4 separate regions of the Mus musculus genome follow, and all the other regions are linked to region 4. A link is a contact called in public capture Hi-C and promoter capture Hi-C data. All regions are on one chromosome and are shown on one strand. The core of a region is the stretch at or near the end of the contact, and the rest is flanking DNA. Distances in the headings are between cores, read along the strand shown.

Evidence for each region. Capture Hi-C pulls out chosen DNA fragments and counts their contacts.
Region 1: a contact with region 4 is called in a capture Hi-C map of macrophages, with 5 times the contacts expected there. The contact joins the promoter of Spire2 here to the promoter of Cbfa2t3 in region 4. A contact is called at or near these places in 4 of 39 promoter capture datasets (hippocampal neurons, liver, pre-B cells and 1 more) and 1 of 9 other capture datasets (macrophages).
Region 2: a contact with region 4 is called in a promoter capture Hi-C map of adipose tissue. The contact joins the promoter of Zfp276 here to the promoter of Cbfa2t3 in region 4. A contact is called at or near these places in 3 of 115 datasets of contacts at active chromatin or transcription factors (embryonic forebrain, large pre-B cells and stem cell-derived neural progenitor cells) and 3 of 9 other capture datasets (adipose tissue, embryonic stem cells and liver).
Region 3: a promoter capture Hi-C map of liver shows a contact between it and region 4. The contact joins the promoter of Cdk10 here to the promoter of Cbfa2t3 in region 4. A contact is called at or near these places in 4 of 39 promoter capture datasets (the C10 cell line, cranial neural crest, embryonic stem cells and 1 more), 1 of 15 datasets of contacts at CTCF or cohesin (large pre-B cells), 2 of 484 Hi-C or Micro-C datasets (bone marrow-derived macrophages and embryonic stem cells), 15 of 115 datasets of contacts at active chromatin or transcription factors (T-cell acute lymphoblastic leukemia, astrocytes, bone marrow-derived macrophages and 7 more) and 3 of 9 other capture datasets (adipose tissue, liver and macrophages).

Annotation. Positions count from the first base shown.
Region 1 is chr8:123,330,084-123,336,050 of GRCm38.p6, reverse strand. It overlaps Spire2 (spire type actin nucleation factor 2), which reads right to left and starts at 3,338. Exons shown (of 15, transcript NM_172287.2): 1 at 3,031-3,338. The coding sequence starts at 3,286.
Region 2 is chr8:123,251,970-123,257,572 of GRCm38.p6, reverse strand. It overlaps Zfp276 (zinc finger protein (C2H2 type) 276), which reads right to left and starts at 3,378. Exons shown (of 11, transcript NM_020497.2): 1 at 2,650-3,378; 2 at 1,563-1,866; 3 at 1,243-1,289; 4 at 708-1,154. The coding sequence starts at 2,857. Vps9d1 (VPS9 domain containing 1) reads left to right here and starts at 3,351. Exons shown (of 15, transcript NM_028200.2): 1 at 3,351-3,585; 2 at 4,893-4,968. The coding sequence starts at 3,487.
Region 3 is chr8:123,220,297-123,226,217 of GRCm38.p6, reverse strand. It overlaps Cdk10 (cyclin-dependent kinase 10), which reads right to left and starts at 1,377. Exons shown (of 13, transcript NM_194446.2): 1 at 1,250-1,377. The coding sequence starts at 1,336. Spata33 (spermatogenesis associated 33) reads right to left here. Exons shown (of 3, transcript NM_177279.4): 3 at 4,173-4,400. The coding sequence ends at 4,189.
Region 4 is chr8:122,675,481-122,681,433 of GRCm38.p6, reverse strand. It overlaps Cbfa2t3 (CBFA2/RUNX1 translocation partner 3), which reads left to right and starts at 3,259. Exons shown (of 12, transcript NM_001109873.1): 1 at 3,259-3,572.

The DNA of each region.
Region 1 (5,967 bases), core at 2,089-4,588, 650 kb before region 4:
ATTAGGTAGCTTACAACCTCCTGTAACTCTGGATCCAGGGGGTATCCAATACCTCTGAATTCTGCAGACTCCTCCTGCACTCATGTATGTGTACACACACAAGTATACACAAACACACACACACCCTTAGGAGTGACTATGGAGACATCTCCCAATTTAAGATTAGGAGACTGCCAGGCAAGGTAGCTCATGTCTGAAATTTCAATATTCAGGACTCAAAGGTGGAAGGATCTTCATGAGTTTAAAGCCATCCTGAGCTACAATTCAAGATAGCCTGGGCTACATGAGATACTGTGTCAAAGAAACAAAATCAGGAGGCTGGGGAGACGGCTCAGGGGATAAGGTACCTGCCACACAAGCATGAAGAACTGAATTTGGATCCGCAGCACCCGTGTAAAAGCAGAGGTTAGCCGCAGGATCCTATAGCCCTAGTGCTGGGGACTGGAGATAGTGGTATACCAAGCAGCTGCTCGTCAAGTCAAAATGGTGAGCTTCGAGATTAGTGAGAGACTCTGTCTCAAGCGGAAGGTGGAGAATCAGACCAGCGTGGCTCAGAGATTGACCTGGGTCTCCAATATCCCACACAGCAGAGATTAAGACGCTCTACTGGCATCAGAACCAGCTCCTTCAGGAATAAACTACACAGGGAATTCACTAGTACCTCAAGTCCAGAAAGACACAGGGCTAGCTACTTTCAGGGAGTGGCTACCTTAAAGTTTCAGTGGCTTTATGAAGCTCAGAGACTGCTCTGGTAAATACATTTTTAAAAAATCTATCTATCTATCTATCTATCTATCTATCTATCTATCTATCTATCTATCTATCTATTTATTTAATATGTGTAAGTACACTGTAGCTGTCTTCAGACACACCAGAAGAGGGCGTCAGATCCCATTACAGATGGTTGTGAGCCACCATGTGGTTGCTGGAATTTGAACTCAGGACCTCTGGAAAAGCAGTCAGTGCTTTTAACCACTGAGCCACCTCTTCAGCCCCGCTCGCTCCAGCTAAATACTTTTTTTTTTACCCTTCAAGAGCCAGCAAGTTCCTGTAGTCCCAGCATCTGGGACTTCAAGGGTTCAATATCAGCCTGAACAACATAGCAAGATCCTGTCCTAAATCAAACAACCAACCAATCAACCAAACCCCCAAACAAGTTAAAACGCTCATATGCCTTCATGGGGTATGCTTACCAACAGACATTCAGAGTTATTCAATAGTTATTCAAAGATAACAGTGGATAGAAAGTGAAGTTGGTGCCTGCCACAGACAGGTTCCTCTCCCCAAAGGTCAACATAGAGTGCTTTCTCTGAACTTTGACCCAGCAGGAATTGCTACTGGTCTGAGAACAAAAAGGCAGTACAACTCTAGGGGGTGGAGAGCTAGGCTGTTGAGTGTCCTTTTTGATGTTCCCAGAGAAACCCAGCAGGGAGCTAAGCTGGGTTTGTTCACAGTGCAGCCCACTACCGTTACAGTGGCAAGCCACTTACAACCCTAAGCCTCAGTTTTCTTGTCCCAAACATCACAGGCCAGACCAAGCAGGCTGCCTGCAATCCTGTGTTGCTCTGCAGTGCTGGGAACCAGATCCCGGGTTATATTCTCTATGGTAAGCAATGGGGTGGGCCCAGGAATAGCCTTGTGAGGCGGCCAGAGCCACAGGAGTGTTAAGGCTGTGAAGAGTTGATGGTGGTGCACCTGCCCCTTCAGGCCAGCCTTGGAAGAGGGAGCCCAGCAGGGTTTATGCAAATCATGCCACTTTCTGAGCGCACTGGCCAAGGTTAAACCTCAGCCTACCTGGGTGTTGTGTTTATTATTTCCCTGTGCAATATATCGGGGCTTTTGTGCAAAATTTAACAGCTTGGAAGTGTCAGGCAGGGGTGTGGAGGGAGGGAGGAAATGGGTATAGGCTGAGAAGCCTGGGAAAGCCACGGTGGCGGCTCCTCTGTGCGCACAATGGGCCCTTCCTGCTCCAGAGGCAGCTGTTGTCCTTTGCTTCTCTTTGGCCTTGCTTATCATTCCTAGTCCCCCGCAGATGCCTGCCTGAGAGAATTTCTGCAAGCCCACAGCTCTCGGGGTTGGAGGGAGGCCAGCCTTCCCTCAGCAAACACACAGCCTGCCTTTGTGCTCCCAACCGGGTATCAACTTTTGGGGTACTATCACTGTATGCCCCATACTAGAACTACAGTTCTCCAGGGGGAAAGTGAGGCGGAACAGTAGACAGGAGCCTGAACTCAACGCTCTGAATAGACTACAATAATCTTTCAAAAGCTCAATTGTTGGTTCTCACTGTTTAAGTTTTGGTTTTTTTTTTAAATCACAGGTTATACACTCTGCTTACATTTACAATTAAACTCAAAAAATTAGTATTAATTCAGTACAGACTCAGAACAAGGCACATTACTCCTGCTCTCCCTACCCCTAGAAAAAGGCACACATCTCTAAGTAGCCTCAAGGTCTGCAGTGTCGCCAGAGGGGAGTACCAGTTTCACGGGAACACCCACAGGCCCTGCCAGAGCAAGGCCAGAGGACTGCAGACTCCCCCAAACCATCTTAAAGGGAACTGACTAAAGGAGAGGCTTCCGAAATTCAGGACTTGACCGTAAGATACTCCGGCTTTTAACCAAAGCCACTCTCCCCTGGGGAAAGCGTCCCTGGGCGCGAGCAGCCAACCGGCCGCTTCTCATCAAGAACGATGGGCTGTTGGTAGGGTTATCCCAGACTGCGTGTGTGTGTGTGTGTGTGTGTGTGTGTGTGTGTGTGATAGTGGGCTGTTGGTAGGGTTATCCCAGACTGCGTGTGTGTGTGTGTGTGTGTGTGTGTGTGTGATTGTGGGGTTCTCCTAGGTCGAAGGGAAGACAAGGAGTCCCAGATCCAGAGGGCAGGGTGGGGCCTTCCCGGTCCGGTAGAGCGCTATCTGGGCGCTGATGTGAGAAAGGTCGAGGCCCCGTCACTTGGCACCGGGGTGCCCTCAGCGGCCGCCCGCTCGCCCGCCGCGCCGGCCACACCCCCACCCACTCCGGTGCGCCTTACCGGGCTCCAGCCGCGCGCCAACCGAACCGTCCCTACGCAGGAGGATGTCTGCCGTGTCCCGGATGCGCCGCACGCCGCCCGGCTCGCCCCGCAGCCCGCGGCAGCCCTGGAAGCACACCGCCCAGGCCTGCTCCTCGTTGATGGGCTGCTCGTACACCTTCAGCACTTCCTCCAGGGACAGCTCCCACGGCTCGGGCCGCGCCGCGCCCCCCGCGCGTTCGGGAGCTGCTGCGCCGCCGCCGCCCGCCCGGGCCATGGCCGCCCATCATCGCCGCCCGCGCGCGCGGCGGGTCTCCATAACAGCGGGGCGACGCACCGCCGAGCGAGGGGGCGGGTCCCGCGCCGCCCGTGTGCTTTGTCATTCCGGCCCCGCCCCTCGCGGGCAGATGCAGGTGAGGGCGGGGGCTGATGGAGGAGGAGGAGGCTAATGGTCAAAGAGGCGGGGCCGGGCGGGGAGGGAAGGGAAGACCGGTAGGGAGGGGCGAGCCAGGGGGAGGGGCAGAGCTAGGAGGGGCAGCCGGAGAGGGAGGGTGCAGGACAAGAGAGGACTAAGGTTTGTTAGAAACCGGTTGGGGGTGCGAGGAGGAAAAGCTGACTGAAGAGGGGTGGGGTTAAGCATGATGGGGACCTTGCACACGAACACACACACACACACACACAGAGGCACACGTACACGCGCTCCCTTGGCTCTGGCTCTTTAAAGCAGACAGTGCCTGTGATGGTCTTTGTGGAAGGCCTGGACCTTAGGAGGTCGCTATAGTGTGATTGGCTCAAAGATGATGCAAGCCTTCAGGGATGAAGTACTTCATAAATGGTCCTTTTTTTCTGCTCGAAAGGATCAGCTTCAAACCCTTAGTGTCTTAGTGACAAACAATGTGACCGAGCTAACACAACACCTCATTCTCAGAGTGTGTTGCCTTCATTCCAAGGCACATCAAAAGTGTTAACAAGCTAAGCACAGCACACAGCTTTGTTGAAAGTAGTTTCAGCCATCTTTACGACGGTTGAGAAGAACAGAGCGAGAAGACACAGCTGGGAGATAAATGATAACAAGGCAGTTGGTCTCGGGCTTTGCTTTGCGGTAGAACTATCGCCTAGGAAGCACAAGGCTGGGACATAATTGTAAGAGAGAGACTTGGTGTAGGGCTGGCTGACAATCTCCTCTGGATTCTTAGTCTTCAATTGGAAAGAAAGGATACAAATGAATTTTGCCTGAAAGTGTTTATAATCAATATCTGGGCGAGTGTGACATCCTTCAACCAGTTCTCAAGCTTATGAGACACAACAGATTTAAGCGGAACCAAAGGACACTGGAGAAGAGGAAATGAAAGGGAAGGTTCTCTCTGCTCAGGATACATTGTGCAGACAACCTGGAACTCTGGCTCTTCTTCCCTAATCCTCAGAAACTTCAAGGGCTACCTCAGTAGGGAAGGAACAGTAGGAACCTCCCACAAGGAAACTCATTCCTTGCTTATGTTAGGAATGAGAGCCTGTATCCAAGTAGTTTAAGGAAAGTCTGAGTCACACAGTACCAAGTGTGTGCTGACAGCGCCCACTGATGAGGCCAGGGTGTTTCTGGTTGGCCGGCTCATAGAATGGTTTCTGTGTTTCTTTTTCTTTTCTTTTCTTTTCTTTTCTTTCCCCTTTTTTCTCTTTTTTCTTTTCTTCTCTTCTCCTCTTTCTTTCTTTCTTTCTTTCTTTCTTTCTTTTAATGGTTTTAAGGTGTTTATTGTAGAAAGGCAGAGAGAGGGAGAGAGTAGAGAAGTAGAGGCTGGCTATGACCACGTGGAGAGAGGGGAAGGGAAAGCAGAGAAAGGGGGAGCAAGGGAGTAAGAGCAAGAGAATAAGAGGTAAGAGAGCTATTTCTGTAATTCTAATGGGTGGTATCTTAGCCAGGGTTTCTATTCCTGCACAAACATCCTGACCAAGAAGCAAGCTGGGGAGGAAAGGGTTTATTTGACTTCCACTTCCACATTGCTGTTCATCACCAAAGGAAGTCAGGACTGGAACTCACACAAGACAGGAAATAGGAGCGGATGCAGAGGCCATGGAGAGATGTAACTAGCTCAGAACCTGGAATCACAACTCAATTAAGGAGTGAGCCACCCACGCGCTGTGCGGTGACCCGGGAGTGATGGATCACAGCTGGGGATTTACAGTAAGGAAGTGCCTCTCAGGGAGACCCAGTGTGTGGGGGTCCCTGACCCAGAGGGCAGCAAGAGACCAGGCAGAAGTCAGGCAGTGTGTATGTGTGCGGGCATCTCCCAGGCTCCCTCAGTGGTACTGCCTTGCCCCACTTTAGCAGCAGAAGCACCCACAGGAGATGCATCATTCTGGTGTCAGTGAAGTGAATGGGCAGAGGATGGAAATTATCCACAAGGAAGTTATTTAGGATGCAGCACACTATTTCCCATTATCATCACAGGGCTCATGCCTTAAAGATTTGAGCCTTAACTGTTTGCGCCAACCATAGATTGGCAATTGGATCGTGAGGACTCTGACATAATCAATGGATATTCTACATATTTCTTTTTTTTTTTCTACATATTTCTTATTGGTTTTTATTGTCTGTGTGTGATATGAGGGCAGATGCGTATTGCCCTAGCATGTGTGTGGAGACCAGAGGGCAACTTCTGTGGGTGATTCTCTCCTCCCACTGTGGTTTCCAAGGATGGAACTTGGATAGTTAGGCTTGTGTGGCAGGGCTTTTACCCACTGTGCTTCTTTCCAGCCCTAGAATTGCCATTTAAATAGTCTCAGGGAAGGGGTGCAGACTCGTGGAGGTGGATCCTAGCTAGGGAAAGTCGGTCACCAGAAGCAAGTACTTAGGGACTAGGCCGTGTTCTAGGACTTTGTCCCTCTCTCTCCCAGTAGGTCACGAGGTGAAGCACTCTACTCTGCTCTGCCCTGCTTCACCACACAGGACTCACAAAGCCC
Region 2 (5,603 bases), core at 2,129-4,628, 580 kb before region 4:
GTCTCAAACTCACAGAAGTTGGCCTGCCTGCCTTTGCCTCCCCAAGAGCTGGGGTTAAAGGTGTGCACCACTATGCTTGGTACCCGTCCAGAGTTTTTAAAGAGCCCCAGTGTGGACTGCAGGTGAAAACTGCAGTGCCCATAACTGGCCATGAAGCACACAGAGGCAAGAGGCAGGCAGGAGGCTGCTCCTAGCTCTCCCAACACGATGCTTAGGAACAGCTGCATCCAACCCACAGCATGTGTGGGTGGGGTCTGAGCTCCACAGAAGGGCCAGTCAGCAGAAGAGCTACCACACTGGCCTACACACTATGGTAAAGTAGCAGCCTCTTTGTCTGCCTCCATGTCCTGCGGACAATAACCCCATTCTTCTCTCTCCCTCAGTCCCCTCAGCCTACAGGAACAACCAGTCCCCTGTGGTCTAAGGACAGACTTAGAGGAAGACTGAATGCCAGATGAGCACCATTGCAGAAACTGGTGAATTAGAGGCCTACTGGTGAAGAGACAGAAAGTCAGACAGGCTGGTCGGGCCACCCTACACTTAGGTTCTAGGGGAAGGCACCGAGGGTGGATCCTCCTCTCCTGCCACCAGCTTCCTATGCTGTACCGTGCTCTACAGGCACACAGTACAGAATCCACTGTCTGCTGATGACAGCCTTGGTCAGAACACTGAGTCCTGTTCCAGCATAAGCCACAGGTGCTGCTTACCTGGGGCCTCACTGGGAGCCAAGTGTGGCTGCGTACAGGGGCCTAGCCCAGGTCCCACAGAGTCTCCATGTGAGTGCAGCAGGGCCACATCCACACTGGGGAGTGTCTTGGTCTCAGATCCAACTTGGGTTTCTCTGGCCTGGCAGAGCCGAGAGGCAGCTCCCGTGGGGTTGGACTCTGAGTTCTGGGCCAGCCGTGGTGACAGGTCCTTGCCCCACGCCCATTTCACTGCTAATGCACTGTCCAAAAAGAGAGCTCTGCAGCTGGAGGCTGTGTCCATGGTGAAGTCGTGGCCCTGGTCGCAGCCCCACACAGCCTGGATGATGCCGCAGTACTCAGAGGACAGTGTCCTCTGGAGGCTGGGCAGAGACCCACAGCTGACTGCATGCTCATGCACCCAGCCCACCAAGCCGTGCAGACACCGAGGGCTGGAGGCGATCAGGTCAGCTGAGGAGAATCAACAGAGATGTCAGGCTCACCGTGGCCAGCGCTAGGCCCTCCCTGGGACGCCCACCCTGGCACAGATAGCACTCACCCACACATGCTCCCTCCTCTGCCACTGTGGTAGGCTGAACACCAACCCTGCAAAGCATCAGTGGCCACAGTTTAGGAACCTCTCAAGGTCACAAACGTCTTCCACAGGGCCCCTCTGTCAGCTGCCCTGGTTCCCTCTCTCCTAAGTGATAGCTCTTCACCCTCAGATCTCTGCAAACATTGCCACCACAGCACCCCATTGTAACACCATGAGCTTTTGTATGCTAGCTTTTGTCCACCCCAAGTCACTGCCTTAAGTCAACACCTAGAACACAGGGTGACGAACCCCTAAAAGTCCCTAGAAATCCAACAAGGGCCTACTTTGTACAAGGCTTCCTCTGGCCAGCTGGGGAGACGTTGACTCTCTGTAAGAAGGTCCTGAGAAGGCTGTGGCACTGATAGAATTGGGTGTAGCAGTTCTTGCAGACAGACTGAGGCAGGGCTGGGTCCTGGTGCACAGCGACACCCAGCAGACGCTGGAAGTCCCTAATGAAGACACGCTCTCCTGGGGACAGTCTTTCTGAAGTCTCCCCAGGCACTCTGTCAGAGATGCTTCGGAGGCTCCGTGAGGAAAACTTCCCATGGCAGAGTCGACAATGCCCCATAGCGAGAGTCCGGCCTGCTCCTGCGCAGAGAAGCAAATGTGACATAAGCGAGGTACTCGCAGTGCAAGGGCCACTCTTCCCCCTGGCCTCCGAACACTGCAAGCAGAGAAGTGCCCGCACCAGGCTTCCTAAACACAAGAGTAGCGGGACTGGGACTCGGGAGCTGGCCTTCCTCACTGAACACTCAATATTCAAGGAACCCCAGATGCCTACAACGAAGATGAAACTTAACATCCCTATTCTGAAAATGTGTCCAAGCCGTGCCTCAAGAAACTAACTCACTGTTCATCCCTGTCCATCTATAGGTGCCCTGCCTGCAGCATGTGCATGATGCCACCCAACTGCCCCTAGTGGGAGTAAAGGACAGCTTACATAGGAAAGCCATTCTCAGATGACTGAAGAACACCACACTAATGTGATGCACATGGAGGCTGTTAACCTAACTAGCTGCTGCTTGTTCACAAACTCGCAGCCGCACAAGGAACAAGCAGTTAGTTCACTTAACTCAGTTCCCAACGCAGGTTAGGTTATAGGCCTGTTTTAACCATCAAGAAACTGGGGTTCAGAAAAAGTTAAGCAATTACCCTAAAAGTCCATAGCACGAAGAGCAAACTTGAAGCCACACCTGTGTGCCTTCAAATCTTACGCACTAAATAGCAGCGACACAGAGCTGTCTGGGCGGCAGAGGAAAGGGCCTCTATCGGCAGTTCTCCAGAGGGCCCGCGTTCTCCAGAACCAGGAGGCCTGGTTTGCTCTCATTATCACTAAGCTCGCACCGGGGCCCGAGGACGCCTGGAACCCACCAGCTTCGTCTGTACCGTCGTCGCCTGTGTCCCCGCAGGAGCGTGTCATCGAGCCCCAGCTGAGCTGAGCAGCCGCCCCGTCAGCGCTCGTTCCGCCGCTGCGAGAAGGGCGACCCCGAGTCCGACCGCTTCCACAGCCGCCGCCCGAACCCCCGCGCTGCCGAGCTATTCCGGGAGACAGGAAGCGGCCGAGGCGGTCCCGCTTCATGGTGGTAGGCGACACTCGCTCCCTGCTCCGCGCTGCTCGGTGTGGCTCGGCCCCCTGACTTCTTGCTAGAGCGGACTTAACTTGGCACACTCCGTGCCGTTCCGCTACTCTCCGCCGCGCTGCCCCGCTCCGCTCGGCTCCCCGAGATCGGAGCCGGAGGAAGCGAGGGCTGCAAGGAAGCGAGGAGCGGTCTGGGGAGCCACAGCGGCCGCGGCGGGGTCAGGAGCCCGGAGTTCTTCGGGTCTCTCGGAACTCGCGACAGGCCCTTAAAGGAGGGGCAGCCCGGAGGGTGAACGGCCGCGGACTGCCGCCCGGGCGGTGGCGCACAACAGAAACCCTTCAGAGCAGTAGCTCTCCCCGCCAGCCTTCCCGTCCGCGCTCGCAGCAAGTTGGCCGGAGGAGGTGACAAGAGCCACTGACCCCTCCGGTCCCCTAAACCCAAGTCTGCGCGGCGGGGCGGGGCGCGGCGGGGCGGGGCAAGGCCGGCGGAAGTGTGTCCGGGTCCCCTTCCGGCGGTGCGCAGCTCCTGCGCCTCCCTCAGCTCCGCGCTCCGCGTTCCGGTCTGGAGGCGTCCGCCCCGTCCCGCCCCTGCCGCCGCGGCCTCCCGCTCCCCGCCCCCGCCCAGCGCCATGGCCGCTGCGGCCGGGGACGGCGGGGCGAAGCCACTGCAGAGCGCCATGAAACTGGCCAACAAGGCCATCGAGCTAGACACCGGCAACCGGCCCCGGGTGAGGCTGGGAGGGTCGCGGAAGCAGCTCTGGGAGGCCCTTTGCCCCTGGTGGGTGGGCGAGGGCGGGCGTGTAGAGGGATTCGGCGCTCCCGATGCGCGCGGCGGCGGCGGCGGCTCTGGGACCGCGCCCGGAGACCCGGGGCCCGGAGGCTAAGGGCGCCGAGCTCTGCGGGGACCTGGAACAGCTCAGCTCGCACTGGGCCTAGATTTACCTGTGTGATGAGGCGGTGTGACATAAGGAGGAGGTTCTGTTTGCAAAGGACCTACATCCAAGATGTAGATGACAGATGTGTGTGTGTGTGTGTGTGTGTGTGTGTGTGTGTGTATTCTTGACAGAGTCTGTGTAGAGTTAATCTAGAAAAGACCCGACTGTTGGCTCATTCAGGATGCTGCTGCTGTCTGCAGTTGCCTTCAAAGGTCATTTGTAAAGAAACCCAGGCACAAAAGGGGTGTGGCCTGTCACTGAGAATAACTGCTAATTAAAAGGATGGCAACAAGGTAGAAAAGCCGGCTGGGCCACCCAGAGCTTCCATAGGACAGGACGAATCACTGGTTGTCCAGTGCCCCAACTTAGTTTTCTAGGGCACCCTCACAAGACCAGAATCCTACCTGAAACCCATTTTATCTGAAGTGCTGAGCTAATTAAAGTTGGGTAATTTTGACAACGAGTAAAACGAAACACATACAGACCAGAGTGCGTTCTGTCTTGAGCTGTCACAGAGCCCAGAGCAGAGGGGTCACACAGCTGAAACCTGCAGCTCGGTGCTCTGGGCTCCTTTGAGCAGAGGGAATTATTCTGGAGTCTGTAGAATGTTATTTCTTCACCTAAGCCAAAACTTGAGATTGACAGATGAGCCCTTATCCTCTCCTCAGATTTCAGGAAGTGCTTTTCATGAGACATGGAAAGACTGCTAGTCTTTGAGTTGCACAGGAAGAGAACTTTGTCACACAGAGTGGAAACCCTTATTGCTGCTCAGGCAGCTCTGTGGAGCCTCCTGACTGAAGCTCAGCTCCTTCATGTGGTGGATAGTAATGAGAGGAGAGGTGTGTCTGTCTGGGAACTCCTCAGCACAGTGTTGAAGGAAGGAATTCTTTGATTTTTTGTTCTGTTTGATATCTTTTTCCCTTCAAGTCTAGACAGTATAGATACCATCTGTGTCCTAGCTGGACCATCCATCACTGAAGCCTAGAAGGAAGTCTTGTCAAAAAACAAGCAGGCACTGTTGGTCCTGCAGTTGTATCTGGGCATTCACCAGGCAGGCAGGATGCAGGCCTGACCACTGCTATTCTCTCCCCTGCATCTAGGAAGCGTACGTGGAATACCTGCGCAGCATCCACTACATCTCCCAGGTATTGCTCGAAGACGTGGAAAACACTACAGGTATGCCTTCAGACTTGCTACTCCTCTCATGATAGCAAAATGGTGCCCCCACCCACCCACCCATGCCCTTGCCCACCAGCTGGCACCGCCAAATGTTTTCAGATGAGGGCGGGGAACTGTCTCCTTTTCTGCCTTCTGAGGTTTTCCAGAGGTCTCCTGTCTCTTTCCAACCTGGTCCTTATCGTTAGCATATGATGTCATAGTGTGACATGCTGGCATTGAGGAGAAGTGGTCAGGATTAGGGGACGGATTGTGAATTGGGTCAAGACACTGCCTCAAGGTAGTTAAGAGTGAGATGCACAAAGTGGGGGCCTTGCCAGCAAAAGTACGTTTAAAAGGTCCTGGAGGAGGAAGTAGTTAAATTAGTGTTTTGTACATCTTGGACGGATGTGGAAGAGAATTCTGGGAACCTCCCAGAGCTCTACCCAGCATGGGGAGGAGCATAGAGCTTGGGTGTATTCTGAAAGAGAAGCCAACCAGACTTGCTGGGGTGGGTGGTGAGCTGCTAGCCACAGGGGGTGTTCCAAGCAGATGAGGGGCGACATCACATAAGGGGAGAAATGGTGAATCCCGGTGTGCTGCTACAGATGCAGCTCAGTTGGTAGACAGCTCTTGTCTAGCATGCAGGAAGCCCT
Region 3 (5,921 bases), core at 128-2,627, 550 kb before region 4:
GAATTTTCTGATGAGTGAAGGGGACAGATACCACTGGAATCACTTTGAAATACTGAAGCATACTGAAGATGGCCTAAGTATCCCCTCCAACCCAGTGTTCCAAATGTCTGCTGTCTAGTACCAAATGGCCACAAGCCATGGGCACAAACACCTCTGTGCAGGAGAATCCGGCCTTCAACAGGGAGTGCCAACTTTTCATGTGTGAGGTGCCTTTCTAAGTGCATTAGCTAAGCATTCCTTGGGTACAGAAGGACCAGAGCAAGCTTAGGATTCTATTCCACCAGCCCCCTGCTGGCTTCCCGACTCTTAACTGCCCTGCCCTGGGTTCTGTTACTCTGATACCTGATGGCCCCCACGATCCACTCTGAGCTCCCTCCCTCCCTCCCTCTCCTCGAGGATCCCTGTTCACTTCGAAATTCCATTCACCAGGATTTTGTGCTGCCACCTGAGTGTGGTATACCATTCCTTGTCAGATCTGCCCAAATTTTGGCAACACTTCCTGGTCCAAAACAAATGTCAACTCTTCTACAAACTTCTTACAGAATACTCCTTTTCTCCAAAGTCTCCACTATTTTATATCTCGGCTTATTTCTGAGTCCAGGTCTCACTCTGTAGCCCAGGCTCCCCTCCAAAGTGGAGTGACCATCCTGCCTCAACTCCCTGACTGGGATTACCAGTGTGGACCACCACGCAGGACTCTGACATTTTTGACTTAAGGGACCACTGCACACGTGCATTTTCTCCCCCTTTAAGAACGGCTTTCGCAACCTCGGCTTCCAGTGCAGTGCTCTGAGTTAACTAGTTGTTAAGTGTTGTCTCGTGCCTTGTGCTCTGAGGCTCTTAGTTAATGTGCCTTGGCCTCGCAAAGCATAAACAAGAAGTTAAAAATACGTGGGCTGCGGCAAAACCTCTTCCCACCAAACGTCTACTGGAGCAGAAATCGGAGCCCCTTAAGGTTCACCTTCACATCACACAAAAGAGACAAGACTGTGGGTAACGCCAGGTGAGACCCCCGCGGCTGCAGGTGCCACCGGGAACCTCCCACTCTTCTCGCCCTTGGTCGCTCGTCCTCGGTCCCACCCCGCCCCAGCCTCTGGGCTGCCGATTTCTGCCCACGCCGCGGCAAACTCGGGGACTGCCGTTCCCCCTCCGACGCTGGAACCTCAAACTTGAACGCGACACGGAACGCCCCGGTGCGCTTCAGTCTGGCCCTGCCACTCAGCGCCGCACGAGTGGCACCCCGTCGCACCCTGTGTTCTGGAGGCACGGTGAAGAAACCTTCCTTACGGATACACTTCAATCGGATCTGATCCGACTCCAGGTCCACCTCTGCCATGCCCAAGCCGCTGCCGCCCTCTTCCAGCGCGCAGGCGTAACGCCCCTCGGCGCAGGCGCATGACGTACTTCCGGTTTGTTCTGGACTTGGGGACGGAATCCGCTCGGAGCGCAGAGGCTCTGTTGTCTTTTAGCGTTAGATGCAGACACACTTCTACAAAGCTGCTCAAAGTACCATCTGTAGGCCAGCCTGCAGAAGACTCAGATTGGTTTTGATCAACTGGAGGAAAATGCGTCTCTTCCCTGTTTGCCATTTAAGTGAGACCAATTCCAGCGATCAGCCGTGCTTTCTGCCCTTCCAGACCACCACTGCTGAGAGCTATGCTTTCTGATAGTGGTTGGGTACATTCTCCGAAAGCTGGATGTGTGGGAACCCAGTCATTCCCGAGGCCAACCTCGTCCCCATCACTAGCCCAGGACAAGACGGAAGGAAACCTTGTACAGCCCGGGCAGCGTACACGAGAAAATGAAGATAATTAATGTACTGACCACTGGAGAGCAACTCTAGTCCAAGTGGTTCTTGGAGGTTGCACTCACTCAGCTTTTTTTGTTTGTTTGTTTGTTTTGCCAGGCAATAAGAGTGCCCGGCTGCTGGGATTTGAACCTGGTCCCTTCTGTCTGGAGCTCTGCACCCTTAATCGGTGAGCTAGTGCTGCAAGACTTGCACTTAGCTCTTGTACTGAGTAATGAACTCAGAACACCAATTGGCTCTGATCATCTGTGGAGGGTTTATATAGATTAGGAAGATGAATGTTCCTGCTTCTAAATGGCCAGAGTGCAGGTCCATGTGGGCACTATACTTAGGTTAATGCAAGCAGATTAGTTGGTGTTTGGACACAGTGCCATATGCCTGTAATCATAGCACTCTGGAGACTGAGGCCAGAAGATTCTGAGTTCAAAGCTAGAATGGGGTGCATAGCCTATCTTAAAAGGCTTTCAGTAGTGTGTCAATAAATCATGCCGGGCGTGGTGGCGCACGCCTTTAATCTCAGCACTTGAGAGGCAGAGGCAGGCAGATTTCTGAGTTGGAGGCCAGCCTGGTCTACAAAGTGAGTTCCAGGACAGCTAGGGCTATACAGAGAAACCCTGTCTCGAAAAAAACCAAAAAGAAAAAAAAGTCATAAATAATAATACTGTAAGATTTCTAATGGATTGTTTGCTATCTTACATTTCTTTTTAACTTTGGAATTCAGCTTTCCTCTGGGCACACTGTCACCTGTAATTGCAGCAGTCAAGAGGTTGAGGCTGCATGTTCAAGGCTGGCCTGGGCTATATACTGAGTTCTAATCCAGACTGGATTGGATGTGAGACCCTATCCCTGTTTCAGAACTCCAGCTGGGATTGTAGCTCAGTGGTGGAGCGCCTGCCTAGCATTGGGTCAAGTCCTAGGCTCACTCCTTAGCACTACATACACAAAGTTTTTTTTTTTTTTTTGCTTTTGCTTTTGTTTTTGTTTTTGTTTTTTTGAGACAGGGTTTCTCTGTGTAGCCCTGGCTGTCCTGGAACTCACTTTGTAGACCAGGCTGGTCTTGAACTCAGAAATCTGCCTGCCTCTGCCTCCCGAGTGCTCGGATTAAAGGCGTGTCTCACCACTGCCTGACTACAAAGCAATTTTAAAGTTAGTGGCTTGCAGACAGTTCCATTAGGCTCCAGCAACAGCAACAGCAACCTAGCAACAGCTTATGTCATCATCTGCCATCATGTGAGAGCCAGGCCTGTTTGAGGATTGCTAACACCCCAGCTTTCTCTTACCTCCTATGCTCTCTCCCTCCTTCTTCATTCTCTCTTTCTCTATCCCCACATGTTCCTGGCTGGCTTCTTCCCTTCTCTCTCTTCCTCTCTTTCTCTCTTTACCCTTCCCCACTTTGCCTCTGCCCCTTCCCTGCTCCACTTAGTAGGCCTGTGGCATTGCGTGATGGTTCAATGGGACTCCTTATCATGGGAGGGGCTCCTTCCTGTTGCATTATACCACATTATAAAACACAACAAAATTAATTTAAGTCATGTGTATGAATATGTGTGTGTGCATGTATGTATACATGCATGCATACAGTCAGGCCTGCAAGTGTATACTAGATAGGGTAGTATGTATTTTATATACTAGCTGGTATGATGTATCTGTTAGGATCTGTTGGCATGTGTTACAGGCAGCAGATCCCCCCAGCCCTAGTACAGGCGAAGGTTATGTTTGTGATCCTGATGGCCATACCACTGTCTCTGCTTAGCCCCCAGAGGCCAACCAATATGGCAGTTTTGTCTCATGGCCAACATGTCTGGCATTCCTAGTGGTCCTTTGCTATAAAGACCCTTCATCCACAGGTCCAAAAGAACAAGACAGCATTCACAGGCTACTGCCAGAGTCCCAAGTGCCCCATGCCCTCCTCACCTCCAGGACACATTTCATTCTTTTGCATCAGTAACAAGTCTCATAACATGCTAGGATCCCAGCAGCCGGGGTCTGCTCTGCTCTTGAACTTAACAGTGAGGTCTCACACTGGCCTTTTCCCAGACTGGGGGCAGAGCGTTTACTGACCTCCGATTTCTTCCACCTTCAGATGCAGATGAGCAGAGAGGATTTTAAATGCCCACCTGAGTCACAGTGTGAGTGGCCACCTGCTGTCTAGCACTGCATAGCTGGCTGTTGCCAATCCAGTCAGACCTTCAGGACCTCCGGATTTACTCTGAGTCAGCCAGCCCCCCTCTCCCCATTGAACTGAAACTGACTTTGGGAAAACTGTCACTGAGACAGAACGTCAAAGCCTGAAGACATAGACAGATGGGTATTCGGCTGCAGGTCAGGGAGGGGTGGCCCTTCTGTCACAGGAAAGGATCCCAGCTACCGAGAGCTCTCATTTATTCTGTGTTGTGTACATCATAGGCTGCTATTGTGCTGGGGCTCCTGTGTCGGTGGTAAGGACCCCAGTCGGCATGCTCCCGAATGGTTCTCTGTTCATCGTTGTCGGGGATGCCGTAGCTGATTAGCGTCTCGTTGGAGGCCCGGGTGATGATGATCTGCGGGATGACACTTCTCTTCTTGCTTGACCTTTGCTTTGTCTCAGGTTTGTCTAGAGGGAAGAAAACATCCATCCATTTAGTGTGTGTGGAAACGTCCATCTTCCACAATCAAGACAAAGCCGCTCTTAGCTCGCGGCAAAGGGAACAGATTCAGCACCAGCAAGAAAAACAAAACAGAGCCCGGCGGTGGTGGCGCACGCCTTTAATCCTAGCACTTGGGAGGCAGAGGCAGGCGGATTTCTGAGTTCGAGGCCAGCCTGGTCTACAAAGTGAGTTCCAGGACAGCCAGGGCTATACAGAGAAACCCTGTCTTGAAAAACCAAAAAAAAAAAAAAAAAAAAGAAAGAAAGAAAAATTTGAGGCTAGGGGTTGGAGAGATGGCTCAGTGGTTACTGACTGCTCTTCCAAAGGTCCTGAGTTCAATTCCTGACAACCACACCGTGGTTCACAACAACCTGTATAGTGGGATCTAATGCCCTTCTCTGGTGTATCTGAAGATAGCAACAATATACTCACATAAAATAAATAAATCTTTAAAAAATTAAATAAATTTGAAGCTAGCCTGGGATATACCAGACTCTGATACTGTTTCAGAAAACAAGAGTACAAGAGTATAAGCTAAGAAAATATTTTGTTAACTTATAAAATATTTTATACATTTTAGTTTAATGCATTTGTGGTTTGTTTTGTGGTATTTTTCTTCCTTGAGATGACCTCACTCTGTTGCCGAGGCTGGCCTGGAGCCCAGAATTTTCATGCCTTAGCCTCTCCAGTGCTGGGATTATGGGTAAGAGGTGCCATGCTTGGCTCTTTTACATTTCAATTTCTTTTAAAAAAATTTTTTTTTTTTTAGTTTCATGTACATGCATGTTTTGCTTGTATGTCTGTGTCCCATATGTGTTGCCTGGTACCTGTGGAGGTCAGAAGAGGGCATCTGACCCACAGGAGCTCGGTATTTGTGAGCCACCATGTGGGTGCTGAGATTCAAATCCAGTTCATCTATCTCGTAGAGCAGCCAGCGAGCACTCTTAACTGCTGAGTGCTCTTAGCCACTGAGCCATCCTTTCCAGCCCTTAGTTCCTTATTTTGATTTTTAAAAAGTTGTGGGTGGTGTGCGTGTGTGTTGTCTCTTAATGCAGCTATGTGTGTGTCAAGGCACATCTGTTCTTTCCTGCTATATTGTGGGCTCTGGGGTTCCAATTCAGGCCTATTTGAAAGTGCCTTTGCCTCTTGAGACATCTTGCTAGTCCCTAATTTTCAGTTTCTTCATTCAAATGGTTTTTTGGTTTTGCTTTTTTTTTTTTTTTTGGTTTTTTGAGACAGGGTTTCTCTGTGTAGGTTTTTGGTTTTTCAAGACAGGGTTTCTCTGTGTAGCCCCGGTTGTCCTGGAACTCACTCTGTAGACCAGGCTGGGGGGCTGGTGAGATGGCTCAGTAGGTAAGAGCACCTGACTGCTCTTCCGAAGGTCCGAAGTTCAAATCCCAGCAACCACATGGTGGCTCATAACCACCAGTAATGAGATCTGATGCCCTCTTCTGGTGCATCTGAAGACAGCTACAGTGTACTTACAT
Region 4 (5,953 bases), core at 2,010-4,509:
CTGCTCTTCCTCCTCCCCCTCTTCTCCCTCCTCCTCCTCCTCCTCCTCTTCCTCCTCCTCCTCCTCCTCCTCCTCCTCCTCCTCCTCCTCCTCCTCTTCTTCTTCTTCTTCTTCTTCTTCTTCTTCTTCTTCTTCTTCTTCTTCCCCCTCTTCCTCCTTCTCTCCACTCTCTTCTTTCTCAGTAGTGTCTCTTAACATAGCCCAGGCTGGCATGGAACTCACTATCTTTCTGCTTCGGTTCCCAAATGCTGGGATTATGGTCACTGGCCATTGCACCTATTCCTTGTGGAATAGAATAGAAATGTGCATCACAGAAAGAAAAGCTGTGAAGGCATCAAGGTGCCAGACCAGAGCCCATTCCCCTACACCTCTCAATGGCACATACACTTTATTATTTACATAAGGTGTTTAAAATGTCATTGATATCTATATTTTTGTCTCCCGGGGTTTTTAAAATAAATAGACCAAGTTTTTGAAGCAGATTCATAGAAAGATTCATAGAAAGATTGATCAGAAGGCAGAGCTGTCCCTGGGTCTGCACAACATGGATAGTGTCCCTGGTGTAGGGCACTGGTAACTAAGGAGTGGACAGAGACTCAACAAAACTCACCTTTATAGTGAGGTCCAGTCTGAGTTTCGTATTCTGCGTGTTTAGTTAAATGTCTAATGATGGTGTCCGCCGTCAAAATGTCACCCTGAGCCGTGAGAAAAGGAGGTGCTGCCCTTCTGGGGGGTGAGGATAGCAGAAACAACCCAGGTGTAGCTGGAAGTGTTAGACATTGAGATTGCTTTCTTTAGAGAAAGGGGCTTCTGTTCTAAGAAGAGCCCCCAGCTGCAAGTCTGGTGTCAGCTCTGTACTGTGAGCTCTGTACTGTCAGCTCGGGCAGGCACAGCCCCTCTCACAGCCTCGTGGGAAGCAGGGACCAGATAAAGGTAGAGAGCTGACTTCACTGGGGAAAGCCACACTGCCATAAGCAAGAGAAAGTGGCTCCTTTGAATTGAATCAAGCCCAGGTCTCTATAGACAATAAAGAGCTTCAGGCGGCACCTGATTTCCTGAGCGGCTGCTGCCTCTAAGGTGTCCACGTGATCCCTGGTGCTTGGTGACTCTTTGTTGTTCTGAGAAGGCGTGTGTCTTGCAGATGGACTGGATACACAGTGTGGGTTGAGAGCTTCCATAAGGTAACATGAGAGTGTCGAAGAGCTGTGACCTGGACATTTCCACAGGGAACCAGCTCTTCATAAAGTAGCAGGGAGACCAAGTGGGTAACAAATGGGCTCTGGAAATGTCTTTCCAGCTGGTGGAAAAATGGAGGGACAACGGCTGTCAGGACTCGTTGTGACTATGCTGCAGTGGGGCCGGCCCACTCCATACAAAGCAGCCCTCAGGGCCCCCACCATCTCCTCCCTGTGCAGCAGCCATGGCTCTCTCTTGGGAGAGCTTCCTAGCTGAGAGGTTTACCTGTCACATTGAATTCTGTACCTCCAACAGAGGTTGTGAGCACCTTTCTTAAGTTCAAGCCACACACTGGCCACTTACCACAAAACAGACATGCCACCCAGCAGCACGAGGTGGGTAAACCTGCAGCTCAAGCTGAGGGTCCCACTCCTGCCTCAGGCTGAGCTCCCAGAGACTGGCTTACGAGGTCTGCTGAGAGGCCACTCTGCCGGGGCCACTCTTCACGACAGTATCTCTGAAGAGGACTGTCCTTTGCTTTCTCGGTGTACACAGCACACTAGCAGCCACACAGCTGGTGTCCATATGCCTGGGATAAAAAGTTTGCGGTCTCAAGCCACATAGCCAACTCTTCTAGATCCACATTCCTCTGTGAAATGGGCTCGGGACCCTCCACTCCTCTATAAGATTGATACATGTGGCCAGGGAGATCTGAAAATGTGGACAGTTTTATAGGTGTCAGACTAGGATTAGATAGCATCCTCCACAGAGGGAGATCCGGGAAACCAAGGAGCCCAGATCCCACCCCAGGAGGACCGTGCAGGAACGCTTTTTCAAGAAGGCAGAGGTGAACCCCTGAGAGGGACCCCAACTGGGGAAAACCAAGCCACTACAGCAAGCCTGGAAAGAAACGGAGGGTATTTTTACTTATTTATTTATTTAATTTTGGCACATTGCTAGATTTTTATCCTTCACATGCAGATGTATGCCTAATGAGATGAAAATCAAGCCCCCCCCACCCCCACCCCCCCGCTGATCTGAAGTTCTGGCCCCTTGTCTCTGCAGGCGGTGACCCTGGGTCTCTCCTTAGTCTCAAAGAAGCAAAGTGTGAGTGAGTGAAAAACTGGGAAGGGAAAGGAAGGAAGTGCAGCGAGTTTGCTCAAATGTACCAACCGGAGGAACGCCTGGGACTTGTCGCAAGGCGCCTCGAGGAAAAGTGGGTAAAGTGGGTGGGGAGCAGGCTCAGAGGAAGCAGAGAAAGTAGGACGCGGACAAGCAGAAGCAGCGGCTGGGGGCTTTTCCTCAGGTTGACATTAAAATGAATGATATGCAAACGAATGCAAAGCATATGCGAACGCCGGCCCCGATGGCAGTGGGGAGAGCGGGATCCTGAGCCCACTTGCCGCAGGTCGCCTGGCGCCTTGGGGACCAAGGCCGAGCGCGGCGGGTGGAGCGCGCCCCCTGCCGGCAGAACGCGCAGGTGGCCCGGGTACCCCGAAGGGCTTGCGAAGGGGGTGAGGGGGGGTGCGGCGGCCGAAGGAGGGGCGCCCGCCTCCCCGTCCCGGAGTAGACACCGCGGCTCCGGGAGCAGCGACGCCGTCGGGCTGCGACTGCTCCGAGGTGGGTGTGTGCGGTGCGCTCAGCTCGCCCGCCCTCCCGGGGCGCGGCCTGCGCGGGGCGGGGGCGCACAGCTAGGAGTCCGCCCCGCACCGGGTTGCCCCGCGCCGCACGCACTGGCTACGCGCTGGGACTCCTCGGCCCGTTCCCACTCCACGGCCCCGCTCTCCTGCATCCGTACGGGGGTCCCACGCGCGGCCTGGCGCTCCTGAGGTCCCTACGTCCTGAGTCGGACCCCATAGCCAAGTCCGCCGGGCGCGTCCCGGGGCCCCTCGGCCACCCGGGCGGTGGAGGCGGGAGCCGCTCTGGGCATTGGGCGGCGCCGGGCGCACGGAACCGGGCCTCTCTCCGGCGGCCGGCGCCCCGGGGCGGAGCGAGCGCGATGGGCGTCGGGCTGGAGGCAGGTGGCGCAGCGGCGGCGGGGCGCGGGAGGCGGGGGCGGAGCGCGCGGGGCGGGGGCCGCGGGACTCGGTGAGACGCGCGGGCGAGCGCGCGGCAGCAGAGCCGAAAGCACGGCGGCTGGACCCGGCGGCCGCCGAGGCCGAAACCACCCGGGCAGCGTGCGGGCTTTGTTCCCGCGCTGGGGGCCGAACGCACTCGGCATGGCCCAGGCGGTCGCCCCGCGCGCCCCGACCCCGCCGCGCGCCTGAGCCCCGCGCAGCGCGAGAAGACAGCGTACGGATCGCCCCCAAGTTATGGAGGTGGCGACCCAGTGAGAAGGAAAAGCCACTTCGGGAGCCGGGTTGCGAGAGAGCTACGGTCCCCTGGAGCTCCAGACCGTAAGTGCCGCCCCTGCCCTGTTCAACACCGCCGCTGTCACCCTACTTTGCCGGTTGCTGCCGTCCCGGGGGTCCTCGCTTTGCACCCCCTCTCCAGCCCCTCCACTTTACAAAGTTCGTGCCCACGGCAGGGTGGAGCCAACTCTGCCCACTCATTTGACTGAGTTGCAGCCACCCTAGGTGAGCAGACAGCTTGACCTGTCCAGAGTGTGTGTGGTTCATCTTTAGGTAGGAGCTGAGTCGGTGGGGGAGTATGGGCTCCCCAACCACCACCCACAAGCGCCCCCTGGGGTGCCGGGTCTCCTGACAAAGACTGGTAGCCTGAATGACAGGGCTCGGGACTGACTGGAGTAGCGGGAGGGCAACCTTCCTGGGAGATAGTGCTGGCAGGAGAGGGTCTGCTGCTTTCTCTAGCCCTTCCCCCTCTTATTTTGGTCCCTGGATCAGCCATTAGGGCCATGGAGCTGAGCATCCTTCCTGATGGTCGGGAGGGGATCCTGACCGCCCTCCCTGGGGTCCTGACAGCCAGGTGCAGGCACAGCCTCCGGCTCTGATCCTTCTCACAGGCTTTGGGAACGGTCCATCTGTGTGTAGGGCAGGCCCAGAGCCAGGCTGTGGGAACAGCGGGGAGGAGGTGTGAGGAGGTGTGAGCACCGCGGAGGGACAGATGGCTGGGAATTCAGCCGGAGTCGGGCTGACTAAGGTGGAGCAGAAGGCAGCCAGGCTGGCAGCTCCTGGCTTTGAGCCGCTGCCTTTCAACTCATGGCCCTGAACTTGGTGTGTTTGGGCTTCTTGACCACAGTGCTGGCTGGACCTACCCCCCTGCTCCATGAATAGAACTATCTGATCATGTGAGCTAAAGCTGACTTTCAGAGCCCAATTCCTCAAAATAACAGACGATCTCATGCTCCTGTTTGTAGGGTTGATCCCAGTAACTGTCACACCCGTCCCTCCTATCCTGAGGCCAGGATGTGGCTTCATTATGTCTGGCTGGGTGTGTGCTTCCTCCCGGCGCTCAGAAACAGGAGGTTCCCAGGCAGCCACTCAGAGGATGGGGCTGGCAGAAGACAAAGGGAGCGGTCACTTTGCCCTGGCATTGCCCTTGCAAGTTGCTGGAAGGTTTCAGAAACTTCTCAAGACTGGGACTCTCTCATCTCCCTAAGACCCCAGGGGCTGGTCTGAGAGAGTTCAGCCATACCCGGCCAGAATGCACTTGGCTCCTGGCCTGGGAAGAAGTAGGAAAGCCCTGTGAGAGATTTCTGGTCTTGTGCATGGAGGGATCCTGATGGGGGCTACACTGGGGTCATGATGTCACCCCACCTTGGTCCACTGAAGGGCGGAAGTCAGAAGATGTGGCTGTCCCCAGTTGGCACTGGGAGCCCACAGTTAGAGCACCAAGCTGAGAAAATGCCGCTATTTGGGACTGTTTTTTTTTTGGGGGGGGGGCACAACCACTCTTGTGCATTGAGAGGGAAAAGCAGAGAAAGGAGGAACCCTGCGAACAGAAGGAACAGATGTGGTGCTCGGTGCTGCCCGGGAGCTAGACAGACACGGGGAGGGAGAATATCACGTTAGGACTGATTTTCTGGCGGAATCCACCCTCCCGGGAGGTACTGTGATCTTGATGAGAGGGGAGAAAGGGAGGGCCATGTGTACCTGGCACACCACCATCTTTTGCTGTGTGCCAAGCCTGAGCTGGCATATGGAAGACACCCCTGGACAGTTCCTTGCAGGATGCTCTGGGGCTGCTGGGTGGTCCAAGCAGCTCTCAGGTCCTTGTCTGGCTCTTCCTCTGTTACCGGGTTATCCATGTAATTGAGTTACCACCTCCAGGAAATCTCTCTGATTGCGCTCCACATATACTCCTTTCTGCGTGACTGAAAGAAACTCGTTTTCCTTCCTACACGCAGATCTGGAAATGCTGGCAAGGCTGGGTCACTGGGCCACAAGATCTGAGCCAGTAGGTTTGCCCACCATGGAGAACCAGGCTTAGCTTCAGCCTCTTCTGATGCAGAAGACAGGAGGGTGTGTCGGGAGAGGTGTTTCCCACCACCTTCTGGAATGGTCTTCCCTCCCCCCTCCTGCACTGTAAGCGGGATGGGTTTGGGGGTGGGGGGGTTCTGATTCATTCTCAGCCTCCCACGTGCCAGTGGGATGGTGGTGAATTAGATGGATCTAGATATCCTCCAACCACCAAGAGAACCCTCCTAGCTCATTCATGGCTGCTCGGGTGTGCATGTGTATGCTGGGTGCGCATGGAATCCAGCACAGGACAAGAGGCTTGCAGGCTGCTAGGCTGGCCATGCCTGGGGCGAGGGGACTGGCCCTATGGATCTTCCTTGGTTGGCCATTGTTTCCTGCACTGGCCCTCCAGACTTTAG